Regions from separate parts of the Pan troglodytes genome. Here region 1 is linked to region 2. Evidence: chromatin contacts called from public Hi-C data. All regions are on one chromosome and are shown on one strand. The core of a region is the stretch at or near the end of the contact, and the rest is flanking DNA. Distances in the headings are between cores, read along the strand shown.

Region 1 (7,435 bases), core at 1,552-4,051, 650 kb after region 2:
TCCAACACCATTCTCCTTGATTTGCAGTGTCAAAACAAAGCCAAAATAAGTAAATCTTAGACTGTTTTGGCTACATGGTAAGAGGACTTAAAGTATGCCAAAAATATGAGCTGGGATGGGTCATAATTAATTTGAGGAGTAGGTGCCATGCTGTCTCTAGAGCACAATTTGAGCAGCATTTGGAGGCTTTTCCAATGGGATGTCAGCCACCTGGTGTTCCTCCATTAGATACTTAACTGCTGGACTTTAATGAGCACCCATCTTCAGATATCCCACTTTAAAATGTGAAAAGTCTTAAAAGATGATCAACTTAATTTTTCTTCAGTGTAATATAATGGGAGGGACGCTGCAGGGTCCTGGTGCCTAGTCCCTGGCATGCCAATCACTAGTCCCCTTAAGGAAGGTTTTTTGACCTCAATGATATTTATATTTGGAACCAGATAATTCTTTTTTGTGGGGTGGATGCTCTGTGAATTGTAGGATGTTTAGTGGCATCCCTGGCCTTCACCCATGAGATTCCAGGGGTACAATTCCATAATTGTGAGAACCAAAAACATCTCTGGACATTTTTGCCAAATATCCCCTGGGGGAGAAAATTGCTGTCAGTTGAGAACCACTGTCTTAAGCTAATCATCTAGCCACTTTGAAGACTTTGCCACTTTGGGAATGGCAAATAGGACTGGGGACTCTAAGGAGAGACAGCATGATGAGCTAATAAAGGATGACGTCAAATAAGTTATTTAGGGAAATGAAGCTGTTTGGTAGGTAGTTCTAACCTTTGAGGATGAGGAAATGAGAAAATCACCTTCTACTAGTGGTCAATCTTTTCTTTCTCATGCACATGCCTGCTATTGTAACTAGTATACTAAAAATGCCCCCATGGCTCACCATGGTCCACCAGGAATTCAGTGGGTTCCAAATCCTGACGCTGACTTCCTCTAAGTTCCATGTTCCCCAGTACACTCTTCCCAGTTATGCACTGCCGGCTCCAGGCTTACAGAGCACGTGGCATTCTTTCCTGCCTCCAGCCCTTGCTGGGGCTCTTTACTTGGTTTGCATGTCCTTCCCAGTCCTCAGTTACTGCCTATAATCTCCTCATCCTTCACAGCTCAGTTCTTTTGAAGCCTCGCTGGATCCCCACAGACAGACACACTGATTGCATCCTTCTTTGCTCCCCCGCTGCTGTGTTTACATCTTTTAGAGCACTTGTCATGGTCTTTCTGGGTGACAGTTGTCCGGGTTCGTCTGTCTTCTTCTTCTGCCACATTCACCTGCCTTGAGGCAGAGACTGTGTCTGATTCCTCTTCATATCGCCCAGCACCTGGCACCCTGTGAGATACAGAATAGGTTCCCCACCAACATTTGAAATGAAGAGAATTATAAAGAAACATGGAATAAACAGTTGAACCTAATGTAGTTTGACCTAGATGCCTACACTTGAAATATGTAAGTTCTATATTTAATCAGTGAACAACTATGTATTTAATAGACCAAGGGGAGCTATTGACCATACTTGAGCAGGGCAATGATGTAGACCTCTGTTTTAGGAAGATCTGCTTGACTATATGATTTATAATGACCATGGAAAATTCATCTTTTTGACTCTCTTAAAAGTCCCCTCCCTACAAAGTATGCAAAACAATTCTTACCTAATGCAGGGGGACATTGAGGTTTTGCTTGTAAAGGGTCTAAAGAGCTTCCTCTAAAAGGTGATTGCAAGATGTGAAGCCTTTAATGACAGCCTAATTATTATTATTACCAGGCACAAAGCTTAGGGAACCTAAAAGATCCCCAGGTACTATTCAAAGTAGTAAGATACAAAAACTGAAAATGGAGAAATTAAAAGACGGAATCATTAAATCAGAGACTCTTAATGTTGGCAGAGACCTTAGAAGTGATCTTTCCTGATTCTGTTCTCTCATCTTCCTATGCTGATGCTTATTCTTCCTTTAGAAGGTTCCTACCCAGTGCTTGCTGCTATTAGAGCCTAAGAGTTAAGAGCTGGGGCCTGATGGTGGCATTTACTGTGTTTAAATGCCCAATCTCTTTCATTAGCAGTGAAAACTTGGGGTGAGTTTTTAGACTTCTGTTTCTTCATCTATAAAATGGGCATGAGGCTACCTACACAGGTATTGTACAAATAAATGATGCAGGTGCATTTCTTAGCATGGTACCTGGCACATTCAAAACAGTGAATAAACATTAGCCTTAAAAATTATTTTAGCTAATTAATTAATATATGTGAAAGTGCATAGGAAATCACAAAGCATTTGGCCTCCAAGTTGTTCCTATTTTGGGGCTTCATTGTACATGGTCAGATATTTTTTACAAATCCCAGTCCTTGTAGCTGTCACTCAAGTCCACATGATATACAGTCCTGGTGAGGGCAGTGAATAGTCTGTGGATAAAATGGCCTATTCATATGGCAAAGCAAAATGGAGTCCAAAGTCTATTATTTCTTTCTTACTAAAGACAAAGTTGACTTTCCTTTTCCTGGATCATCTCCTGTTGGACAGGAGTCCTGGCCAGGGCAGTAAGTCAACTGGTAACGGCCAAAGCACTCAAGTTTGTAGGTTGTACTGTACATCTTAGTCGGTCTGTGTCTTTATGACTTAATCCCAGAAGTCTTATCTTTTTCATCTGTAAAACAGGGCTCATGGCCACTTTACAGGGTTGGAGTGAAGATAGATGGATAAAAATCTGTAAAGTTCCTTCAAAAACTGTATTCTGTGGCTGCTAGTGGCTGCTGCTTTGCATTTAACACTACTCTCCTGAACACAGCTGATCTCTCTACAGGTTATTTCAGCAGAAGCCCTGGTCCAGGAGAGTCTATGAAGTTCCAGCTTACACCAGACATGACCAGCATCCAGAAAGACCTGAAAGAAGCTTGAATCCTCTCACTAGAATCCCTGCAAAATGACTCATGTAATTGCTCTGTGTAAGTATCCTTAGTCTTTATTGTACACCCACATGATCCTGATGCTATAGACTCCTGTGGAATGCAGGGAAAGAGAGAAGGGGGCCCATTTTAAATGCCTAGGATTGAAAAGAGACCACCGTTTCACTTGTAAAGGTAGACAGGGACTGTCAAATACCTGGTCAAAATACCTGCCAGTCACTCCAGATCCTCCCTTGTTTGTCTATCTGTCATTTCTTCCATTAGGAGAGAGAAAGCTTTTTTTTTTTTCCTTTAAATTTCCTAGGAGGGATTTCTAGGGTCTTTCCCTCAGGAATTAGTTGTAGGAATAATTGGGCCAGTGGAGTGCAGGAGATATATCCAGCGCAGCCCATGCACTCCTAGAAAAAGTGACCTAGATCAAGCAGCTGGTGGATTGAGGACTATTGTAGGGACCCCCTGCCACCTACTGACTTACAGCTGAACCCACATTCCCAGCAGCTTCAGCCTGGGGGCTGGGGGAGCGGGCAGACCGAGCTCAGAAAGGCGGGGGAGGGTAAAGAGGACTGTGGGGTTGCCCCTTTCAGGACCAAGTGCCACGTGTCACACACCCCCCCCCCCCCCCACCTTTCTGCACACACAGAAAGGAGGATAAGGTGAGGACGGGAGGAAGGGGGAACAGGTAGGGAGGTCGGCTGTGGAACTCCAAGCTAGCTCGGTGGGTATTAGCATAGAGCTTGCTGCCTGTGTGAGTGTGAGGGGGAGAGCGAGAGAGAGCAAGGGAGGGAGAGAGAGGCAGGCTGCGAGGGGAGAGGAGAGGGAGTGGGGGAGCCAGCGCTCCAGCTAGCATGAGGACGGGCTTCTTTTCCCGTGCTCAGTTAATCTGGCTGTCAGTTGGTGTTAACGCTGCAGTTTAAGTGCTCGGATTCCAAGGGAAACAGACAAACCTCACGGAAGGAAGGAAGCAAGCAAGCAAGGAAGGAACTGCAGGAGGGAAAGAACAGGCAGAACAGCGAGAAGAATAAAGGGAAAGGGGGGGAAACACCAAATCTATGATTGGACCTGGGCTTCTTTTTCGCCAATGCAAAAAGGAATATGCAGCACATTTTTGCCTTCTTCTGCACCGGTTTCCTAGGCGCGGTAGTAGGTGCCAATTTCCCCAACAATATCCAGATCGGTGAGTGAGGGGGCAGCCTGGGGAGGGACTTTCTGGGTCTGGCCAGGGATTTTTTTGGGGATAGGGGTTGTGTACCCCCTCCCCGGTACTGACTGTTTTGCTTGGCTCCCTAAAGCTGTGCTGCGGTAACAGAAGGGAGACTTGGGCTTACAGCCAGAGGAGGGGGCTTCTCCTGATCGGATGAGGGGCAGAGGGGAAGTGTTCGCACACACACACATACACCACTCGCACTCCAGGCAAGAGCATGTGAAATGGAGGAACCATCGCTTTGGAGGAAAAAAAAATCAGGCTGGAAAGGGTGGTGGGTGTTTAAGGAGTTAACTCTATTGCTTGGTAGATGGTGCTTGATTCCATTTTTAATGTAAGTATGTACGGTGTGTGTGTTTTCACGTGTGTGATTATATATTACATATGCACATATATATGTAATTGAAGGAGGCGGTGCTTTCTCTGCTGGGGGACAGAAAAGAGACCCTCTAGAAGAAGGAGTGAGGGGTGCTGGGTATATTGCAGCCACAGAAATAATGCCAGAAGGCCCCCACTCCAAGGCGGGTAGGCTCCCTCTCCTGTTCTGGACTCCTCCAGCTGCCTTCTCTTTGCTGTCTGCCATGCTGCGCTGGTGGTCTCCACTCCCCCGATCCTGGAACTTCCTAGCCTGCCTTTTCTCCGTTCCTTCCTTGCCCCCTCCTCTTAGATTTCCTATCCACAGAGGTCTACCTTTTACACACACAAACACATACACGTACACATGCTCCTTTCTCCTCCTGTTGGCTCTCCGTTATCCTTGTTACTGGGCTCCATCCTCTCAACTTGGAGGCAGGTTTCAACATGCTGCATGCTTTTTTTGTTCCCCATTTCCCCTTAGTTGTTGCACTTCTCAAAGGCCCCGCCACCCTCCCTGTATTTCTGAGGGGACTGACAGATATTGCTACTCCTGATAATCATGAGGGAAAGCAAAACAAACAGAAGCAATAACACCAATCACAAAGCATGTCCACAAGGGCTTGGGGCTTCCGTGTGACCAGCATATCAGTGTCGTTTGTGTCCCAGAATGAAGCAAGCTGCTGTGTTTGGAAGCATCTTCGTTGGTTTGGTTTCTAGTCTCTCTCCCCTGGTAAGGAGATAGCTCCACTAGGGAAAGTTCGCATTGCTGGGAGTTTGTGCTCTTTTGTGAGTGTGTGTTTGAGGGGGGATGTGGTGCAATTGATATTTTGTCGGGCATACATGTGCTGCAGTACCCATCTCTTTCGGCCTCTCCAGCTAGCTGGCGGCTTGGAGTGGCCATGGAGTAACTTGCTTTGTTTCCTGACACCTGTTAAGCTACATCCTGAAGTGTGTACGTATCTGTGTGTTAGTGCCTAACACGCAAAACTTCCTGCCTTCAGGGGAGACACTTCCCTTGTAGCCCAGCCCGTAGCCTTCTACTCCTCAACCTCCCACCCTTTCTCTTTCATTCATTGCAGAGGAGGAGAAAGGGGACAGGGAAGTGTTTGGGGTGTGGTCATCTGGGGGGAAGGGGGAGCATCATAATCAAGAATTTTTTTTTTTGTTTTCATTCTTTAAAATGGGAGCACTTGTACATGTGGAAATCACTGGCTCTTACATGTGGCATTGTTTACATTTGTGCTTAAATACTACCTATCCTTTGTGGATTGGAAGTGTTTGTCTAGTATATTTGTGTATATAGTAAATGGCATGAGGATGTTTTGTGTATGTGCTATGTTTTCTCATGTATCTCTGCATATTTTTAACATTATATTTAGCCCTAACTTTGTTGTTCAACTGATAAAGCCATTGCTACTGTTTTAAAAAAAAAAAAAAAAAAAAAGAGATTGAAGCATTAAATTGTAGAACAAAATGCTGAAAATATCACTGCCATCAGGTAGTACTTGATTCTATTTGTGTGATCTGTAACAAAGGCTTGCAATCCATTTATTGGTTCTTAAAAACAGACACATACCCACTCTACAAGAAGTTAGAAGTGCATTATGTTTGGACTGTGATTACTGTCAGATTTGAGATAAACTTCTATGTAAACATCATTATAGTTCAGTCTCTAGAAATGGCTGATTTTAATTCAGAGAAATGTAATTGATTTACATGTTGACAGTAAATACAAAGGTAAGCCATGGACTCTTGTTTTTCGGAACAGGCACCCCATCAGGCACCTTTACTATACCTTTTACTAGAATAGAATGTTTGTATCCTCTTGAGATGCCTAAGATCCCACATCTTTGAAGCACAAGTTTCCACCATGCAAACACACAATGGCAATCCCTTATGTAACAAGTCATTCCTAGGTAACTGGGATCATGAGTGGTGAAAGAGTAAGCAAAACATTGTTTGCAGAAAAACAAGAGTTTTTAGAGAAAATGAATAATAAACCTTAGGGGCAATAGAATAGTTAAATTGCATGCAGGTCTTGCTAGGCCAAAGACTAAAAATTGTCCATGCAAACAGTTATAATAGTGGAGAAGCCCACAGGGTCCCAGAGCTAGATTTCAATCACCCTGCCGCACTGATTAGTACCTACTTCCCGTAAGGCTCTCTGGTGAGAGATGAGGCTGATATAAGAAAAATTAGACATGACGAGAGGGTGAGGGGGCTTATGTGTATGTTTATATAAGAGAATAGCAGCTCCTAGGTGGTTTGCACAAGGGAGGAAGAAGAGAAATGGCACAAGTCTCCTGTTTTCTCTGACTTTAGCTGAGTTGAGGGGTACACAATCAAATGTTTGAGCAAAGTAATAGATATTAGAGGCCCTTATCACAAAAAAGCTCATCTGTAGGAGTTTAAGTTTCAGTGTCCAGTTAAGCCTATTTGAACTCTCATCTCTACCACTCAAGGCTACAGCTAGTGAGTTTGGCATGGGGAGAAGAAAAGGACTCATCTGGGGTGAGTCGTGAGGAACTAAAACCTGTCTCTAGCCCATATACCATGTTGCATTTTCTTTTCTCATAGGGGGATTATTTCCAAACCAGCAGTCACAGGAACATGCTGCTTTTAGATTTGCTTTGTCGCAACTCACAGAGCCCCCGAAGCTGCTCCCCCAGATTGATATTGTGAACATCAGCGACAGCTTTGAGATGACCTATAGATGTAAGTAATTGCTTCTATTTCTGAGATGTCTTTCTGCGCTAGACCAATGAAAGGAGGGCCTGTGGGTAGGTGGTGGTGTTGCAAAAATGACTTCAGTTGCCATTCGTCTTTGTAAGAGAAAGCCCTCCAAGAAAAATTTCTAGAGGCTTCTGAGTGATTCCAGCAGTTGGCATTTTAGCCCCTGCAATGCTTCATGGAATGGATTTGCTTTTTCACTGTCAGCTAACTTTAAATGCCAGCACGATGGGTGCTTGGGTTGACTG
Region 2 (7,023 bases), core at 3,674-6,173:
CTCTAGTTTGATATCATTCCTATTTATTAAGCCTCTCCTTGACCATTTCTTCTAGAAAAATCATCTATTAATTTATTCCTTGCCCCAAATCGAACACAGGTTTTCCTTTCTCTATACCTTTGTTTCTGCTCCTCTTTTTGTGTGAAATGTCATCCTTTTTTGCATCTAACCATGCAAATTCAAGGCACATTTCTTTCATAAAGTATTCTCAGCCCATGGTGACCTCCTTCTTCTCTCCTCCAGCAGCACTCCCCATGTCTAGTATTATTTGGTATGTATTCGTTACTGGTGGAAGAGATCCGAGTTACCCCAAGTTACCAGTGGCATATCTGTAGGCCTCTGCAGCAATTTTAGTCCCTGCTTCCTCAGAAAAAAGAATTTGACTGAGGGGCATAAAGCAGAAAAAGAGACTGAGGCAAGTTTCAGAGCAGGAGTGGAAGTTTACTTAAAAAGGCTTCAGAACATGAAAGAAAAGGTTCACTTGGCAGAGATCCAAGAGGGCTCCTGAAGGTCAAAGAGAGAAAAAGGGGCATTTAACCTTGATCCTAGGGCTTTCTAGGCTCACCTCTTTTCCATGATTCTTCCCTTAGGATGGGCTTCCCAAATGCTCAGTACCCTCCTTACCCTTAAGAATTGAGCAGGGGCAGTGTGTTTAGGAAGGTGTACACATGCCCATCTGAGGCTTTCTTCCTTTTTCCTGTGGAGTGTACTAGGAAGGTTGTGCTTCATCATCTTGTCTGTTAATGCACATACCCAGGAAGTTTTTCTCCCTGGCATCCATATTCAATTCACACTTTAACGTTAATAGCTATGGATAATCAGGAAATGTCCTCTCCCTGGCTTTAGAGATATAGTGTGATAGTTATTGAACCATCACCTGATATTCCCAGTGGGTTGGGGGAGAGCCCTCTCCTGCCCCGCTCATACCTATCTAACTACCTATAACATATTTATGGACTCCTCAAGGGCCTAGAATAGGGTCCACACACACATACACTGAACACCAAAATGAGGATGGAAGCCCTTTTCTACAATACTCATGACAGCTGTTAATAATCAGTTATTCCCACTGAACAATGAAGAAGCTCAAGAGAGACACTTTTAGTGATGTCAAGTTAATATACAAATAAAAGCTAATTGCCTCCTGGGTTTTGTTATTATCTTTATAGACCCAGAGCCCTTAACATAATCTATGTACACAGAATATGTTCAGGAATAAATATTTCTTTGATAAATGAATAGGTGAATAAGTCTATCCAACACGGATGCCTCCAAGAATGCTACAGCCTTCATTCCAGAGCCTACAGGAAACCTAAATGGAAAGGACAGAGAAAAAATGAAGACAATAAGAGGGAGGTAAATATTAGTCACATCTAGGTGATGTTTGCCTGAGCTCTTAACTTCTCTGGATGTCAACTAAAAAAAAAAAATGTAAATGATATATTCTAGGACTAAAACCCAAAGTTACCCTATATCTAAACTGCTAAAGTAATTGTCTTCAATGTCATGAAAACATTTGTCAAGAGAAGAAAAGACTCAGGTAGGCCCCAGTAGCTGCTTTTACATATCTGAAAAGATCATTCAGTTTTCAGCTCAATAGAAAGAAATTTCTTACAGTAAAATCTAGTCAAGGTCAGATTAAACTTCTTTTGGAGATGAGTCACATGACACTAACAGCATTGAAGAATACATTGGACAGCTTGGCAGGAAATCATTAGAAGGCATTCAAACAGCGGAAGAGGGCAGGGGAGACTGGACCACCCTAAATTCTTCCCCAGCCACATGAGACTGTAATCCAGATGGCTCATTCCAGGGCTAACTGGTAATTTACTATGAGTATCATATTCAGAGCATACAAGCCATTCTCTGAAAGGGCCTGATTCCTTTATCTCATGAGGACACAAGCTATATTCTTAAACCTTGCAACTTCCTATGCTCAGTGACAAACAAAGGAATCATCACAATGAAGAAAAAATGAAAAAAACAAGTAGCTGCTTAAAATTACTATTATTGTTGTTGCCGTAAAGAAAAGCATTTGTTGATTTCCGCTCTTGTCCTACTCACAAAATTACCAAGATGCTTTTCCCAGGTGTGGAGTAGCTCTTTTGATTACAGGCTGTTTGAATATTACATTTCTTCCCAGACAGCAACTTTATGCTGTAGGCAAATTGAGCTGTTTTCATATAAATACAGCCAGTCCTTCAGCAATATTTTAATTACCAACTAAATGGGTACTTGACTTTCCGCCCCACAACCCACCACACATTACAATCCTCTTAATGACCTCCCTAATTCAGGTAGACCCTTGGGAAAATCATTAAACCCAAAGTTGAAGTGTTTCCTAGAATTCCTCCATTATAATACTTATTCATCATATACACCGTGCAATAATACCTTCTCCAAGTAACCCAAAGCCCTTTCTTGGTAGAGAAAGCTCCATAAAAATAACTGATGTCTGCTGAGTACGTAATGTGTGTTACTTACATAGTGCTCACAAAACTGATGAAATAAATATTATCATTCCCATTAATTAAATGAGGAGTTACTGAGGCTTTGAAATTAGGTAAATGGCCCAAGGGGACATAGTTAATATGCAGTGCAGCTGGAATTCAACCCTATGCCCATTTTGTTTTAGAGCCTGAGTTCTTTACCACAATGTTATGCTTTAAGTCATTGATTCTCAAAACGTAGCCCCTGAATCATCATCAGCAGCATAACCTGGGAACTTCTCAGAAATGCAAATTTCCAGGCCCCACTATATTTACTGAATCAAACTCTGTCTTCCAGTGATTCTGATGTATTCTGAGAACTACTGGGCTAAGCAAATAATGTATCTCTACTCTGTGTCAAGAGTCATGCTAGGTACAATATAAGCTACAGAAGAAGTTTGGTTTCTTCACAGAAGAGTTTATGATTTAGGAAAGGAAAAAAAAGATTAAAATAAAAAGAATGAGTAGTATAGAGAAACACACATAGAATTTAATAAATATTTGTTCGTTAATTGAAATAGATTCGAAATTGTAGGCTGAATGATTTTGTGGATTTAAATTTTCTGCAACTTCCTTTTCTCCCTCCTGCATATCTATTCAAGCTTGGGAAATATTTTATGAAGCTTAACAAAAATATTTCATTTTCAGATACACTTATGTATGTGTCTCTTAGTCTACTATGTATTTCTAATGTTTGTGTGATGTTAGTATGCTTTTTTTTTTTTTTTTTTTTTTTTTTGAGACGGAGTCTCGCTCTTTCGCCCAGGCCGGAGTGCAGTGGCGCTATCTCGGCTCACTGCAAGCTCCGCTTCCCGGGTTCATGCCATTCTCCCGCCTCAGCCTCCCACGCAGCTGGGACTACAGGCGCCTGCCTCCGCGCCCGGCTAATTTTTTGTATTTTTAGTAGAGATGGGGTTTCACCGTGTTAGCCAGGATGGTCTCTATCTCCTGACCTCGTGATCTGCCACCCCGTGATCCGCCCGCCTCGGCCTCCGAAAGTACTGGGATTAAAGGCATGAGCCACCGCGCCCGGCCTGTTAGTATAAGTACCTTGCATTTTAATTTTCAGAAGACTTTCCAGTAGAGAAGGACACTTCTTCAAATGGACTAATCCCAAGGAGCTGAGTTCTGAATCTGCCATGTATACCCCACACAGGTTCTGCTGAACAGTGGAAGGAGGCCAGGATGGGAAGTTTGTCAAAGGGTCACACTAAGGTTCATTCTGCAACCCATCTACACTCCTGAGTGTTTCCCAAATGCTCTGGCATCACTGTCAACATTGTTAACTCATCCTTTCAGAAATAAGGCCTTCATTTTCTTTTAAAAACAGGATTAGAACCTGGCAGGCCATCAGTATATAAATTTGTTTAATTTAGTCAGTGATTCTCAACAAGGATAGCTTCATCCCAAGGGGGAACTTTTTGTTATTACAACTGTTTGATGCTACAAGCTTTTACTGAGTGAGATCAGAGATGTTAGAAATCTTGCAATTCATCAGACCTATACTAAGAAAAATTGTCCTATATCCCCCGAACTTTCTGAATACCTTGCCAGGCCCTCGGGAGGTGGAAAATACAGTTTATGATAATCTGAGCCTAGAACCTAAGTAAATTTTACACATAAACAAATGGCGTTTTTGCATGGTTTTATGCGAAATTTTCTAGGAATGTAACTGTAAGGTAAATCAAGGGAAGATCATATTTTTTTCATAAATTTATCAAGACTTATTCACTATTTCAATAAAGCATTCAGTCATCAGTATTGACGTTCTGTTTGTCTTGCTAATGATACACCAATATCAGTAGGTACTTGTAGCTTTGACAGTCATTATGAATTTAAATGTGTATGTTAAGCCTCAATTTTGAAACAGCAATTATAATAAAAAGTATTGATTATATTCAGATATATATTGTCTTATTGTCATATTTCTCTCAAATCTAAACATGTTGTTCATTGTAAGTAGATGTGGCTGGGCAGGGTGGCTCATGCCTGTAATCTCAGTACTTTGGGAGGCCAAGGCAGGAGGATTGCTTGAGCCCAGGAGTTTGAGATCAGTCTGGTCAATAAAGTGAGAGCCCATCTCTCTCAAAAAAAAAAAAAAAAAAAAAAAAAGATAAAGAAAAAGTACATGTGTTGTAGAATACTGTATCAAGGTAACAAATAATATAATTGTATTATAAATGAATCTTTTTGTATTACTTTTTATATTTGGATTTTATAAAAGTATGATTTTATTGATTACCAGAGATGGTGAATTCCTCTTCAAAGGGTTTAATTGAGTAATGTCCTTGTCCTTGGTTCAGAGGCCTCACCTCCTTGTACTTTCTTGTTTCTAGCCTGCTAGCAGCCCTCCCACTCTCGTTGTGCACCCTGACTTGCCCAGACATGTCCGAACATGCCTTGTGCTGTAGCAGAGGGACCACTCCTTCCCCCTCCCTCCCTTGCAGATGGAACATTTACCTTAATTGGAAAAGTTTGAGTCAGCCAACCAGGGTCGGCCTAGATTGTGCAGTCCAACCTTAGCTAATAGGGGAAGGACACAGGGATAGGGACTGCATTACGAATAAAAACGCCTTCTCTCCTTTGTTTGGTGTGCTCTCACAGCAGCCAAAACTGCAAGTGGCACCCTTCTGAAGAAGTAAATTTGCCTGACTGAGAAATCCTTTGTTTGAGTGCTCGTTTTCCTTGTTAACTCTGAGCTCTTGTTTCTAACATTGATGAAAATGTTGATTTGATCAAAGTATGCATCAAAGTTGGTTATATTATAAGCTTCATATCAGGATATGAAAAACATTATGAAATATTTGTTATTAAAAAGGAGCTCTGGGTCAAGTAAGGTTGAAATATGAATAAACAAATGATGTTTTGATGTATACATTTTTCTGTATTACTCTTCCTAGACTATAAATGCCACAGGGCCAGGCATCTGTTACATTCACCATTGTAACACCAATGCCTAGGATAGACCATCTCACCTAGCAGGATCACTCACTCACTCTACAAACATTTGCTGAGCATCGCTGAGTCAGGCACAAAGGGAACATACCCATGGATAAGACAGCAACCAACAAATGGCAAGTAGTATACATATAGACTGGAGCAAGTCCTAGCAGGAAAATACAGGTGGTAGAAGAACAACCTAGGATGGGTGTAATTTGACAGCCTGGTAAAAGCAGGTCTCTCTGACAAGGTGACTTTTGTAAAAAGGCTGAGCTGTGAAAGTAAGCCAGCCATGAGAGAGCCCTGAAAGAGCATTCTGGGCAAAGGGAACTGTGACGCAAATGCCTAAGGCATGGTAGGGATGAGCTTGACCTCAGGACAGAAAGCCAGATGTGTGGCTAGAAGGTAGTGATAGAGATGATGGGAGATGAAAGTGATACAAGGTGAACTGAAAGAAGCAGTCAGGCGCCAAATCTCACTTGGCCTCATGGGTCTTGGTAACACATTGGAATTTTATTCTGAGAGCAATATGAGGCTACTGGAGTCTTTTAGGGAGAAAAGGAATATGATCAAGTTTCCATTTTAAAAAGATTACTCTGGCTGCAGTGAGAAGATTAGACTATTCAATGTTCACTAGTTATTTGAATAAGTAAATGCCCAAATAAATACATTTTTTGCATGAATGAATGAATAAATCTGTGAATTCAATGACACAAAAAATGCCAAGGGCTGCAGCCCTATGCTGGGCTCACATGACACCTCACTCCTCCTTTACCTTGCTTTATAACCTCCCCTCTGTCCCTTTCTGAACCTCAGGTTCCTCACGGTAGGAAAATAAGGCCTTGAAGATCCCCTCCAGCTCTGGAAATAATTCGATAACTCCTGCCAACCCCACCCCACTGCCAAGGCTCTCAGGCTGCAAACAGCTGAAAAGGAACGATGAATGCCTCTGCTCTGTTTATCATCCTCGCTTTGGCATTTCATCTGCAGCTGGAGCCCTCTCTATAAGACCACTCAGCAGCTATAAGCAGACTAATTTCCATGTTGATTGCAAAGCTAGAAATGTACACACTTGTAATTCTTATTCTTGGCCCAAATGCTTCTTGTCGGCAGTATCTCTGACGATGAGGCGCTGACACCACTCACTAGTTATTGTCTGACGTGCTTGCTATTGATATGAGTGGGTTTAGGAAGATGCACAATTTGATAATCAGACCCCATCTGCAAAGCAATCACGAGTCACATTATGGAGAAAATTTAAGTAAATGCTGGAGATGTGACTGTCTTATTTTCAACTTCCCTTACCCTAGCAAAGACTGAATAAACAGATGTTGATGTATGAAACAATTTTGTATTTTTTTTAAATATAAAGAGCATCTCCCAGTGCTTTAGCATTTAATATAAGTACAGCAAATGACAGGCTATAAAACAAAATGCTTGTATGTGTATGATCTCCTTTTGCAAATGCATTGTATTAGAGTTGTAAAGTAATACGTGTTTGGTGAAGATATTCTGACTATGGAGAAACATACGACATTGAAAGAAAATATCCCTGAAGTACATTTCGGTATCACCCCCAGGATGATGTAGTGCC

The links. A called contact is a pair of places that touch in the nucleus more often than the background predicts.
Region 1: a Hi-C map of stem cell-derived neural progenitor cells shows a contact between it and region 2, with 2.2 times the contacts expected there. The contact joins the promoter of GRIA1 here to the enhancer-like site in region 2. A contact is called at or near these places in 1 of 7 Hi-C or Micro-C datasets (stem cell-derived neural progenitor cells) and 1 of 1 datasets of contacts at active chromatin or transcription factors (stem cell-derived excitatory neurons).

What each region holds. Positions count from the first base shown.
Region 1 is chr4:151,164,831-151,172,265 of NHGRI_mPanTro3-v2.0_pri, forward strand. GRIA1 (glutamate ionotropic receptor AMPA type subunit 1) reads left to right here and starts at 2,802. Exons shown (of 17, transcript XM_063811598.1): 1 at 2,802-2,938; 2 at 7,035-7,172.
Region 2 is chr4:150,512,763-150,519,785 of NHGRI_mPanTro3-v2.0_pri, forward strand. No RefSeq gene overlaps it. Among named protein-coding and RNA genes, the nearest start is that of NMUR2, 400 kb to the left of the region's middle. Within about 2 kb of position 4,924, at least 8 of the 24 cell types and tissues checked have an H3K27ac peak or open chromatin away from gene starts, as enhancers often do. A contact at or near this core is called in stem cell-derived neural progenitor cells, where this site is marked.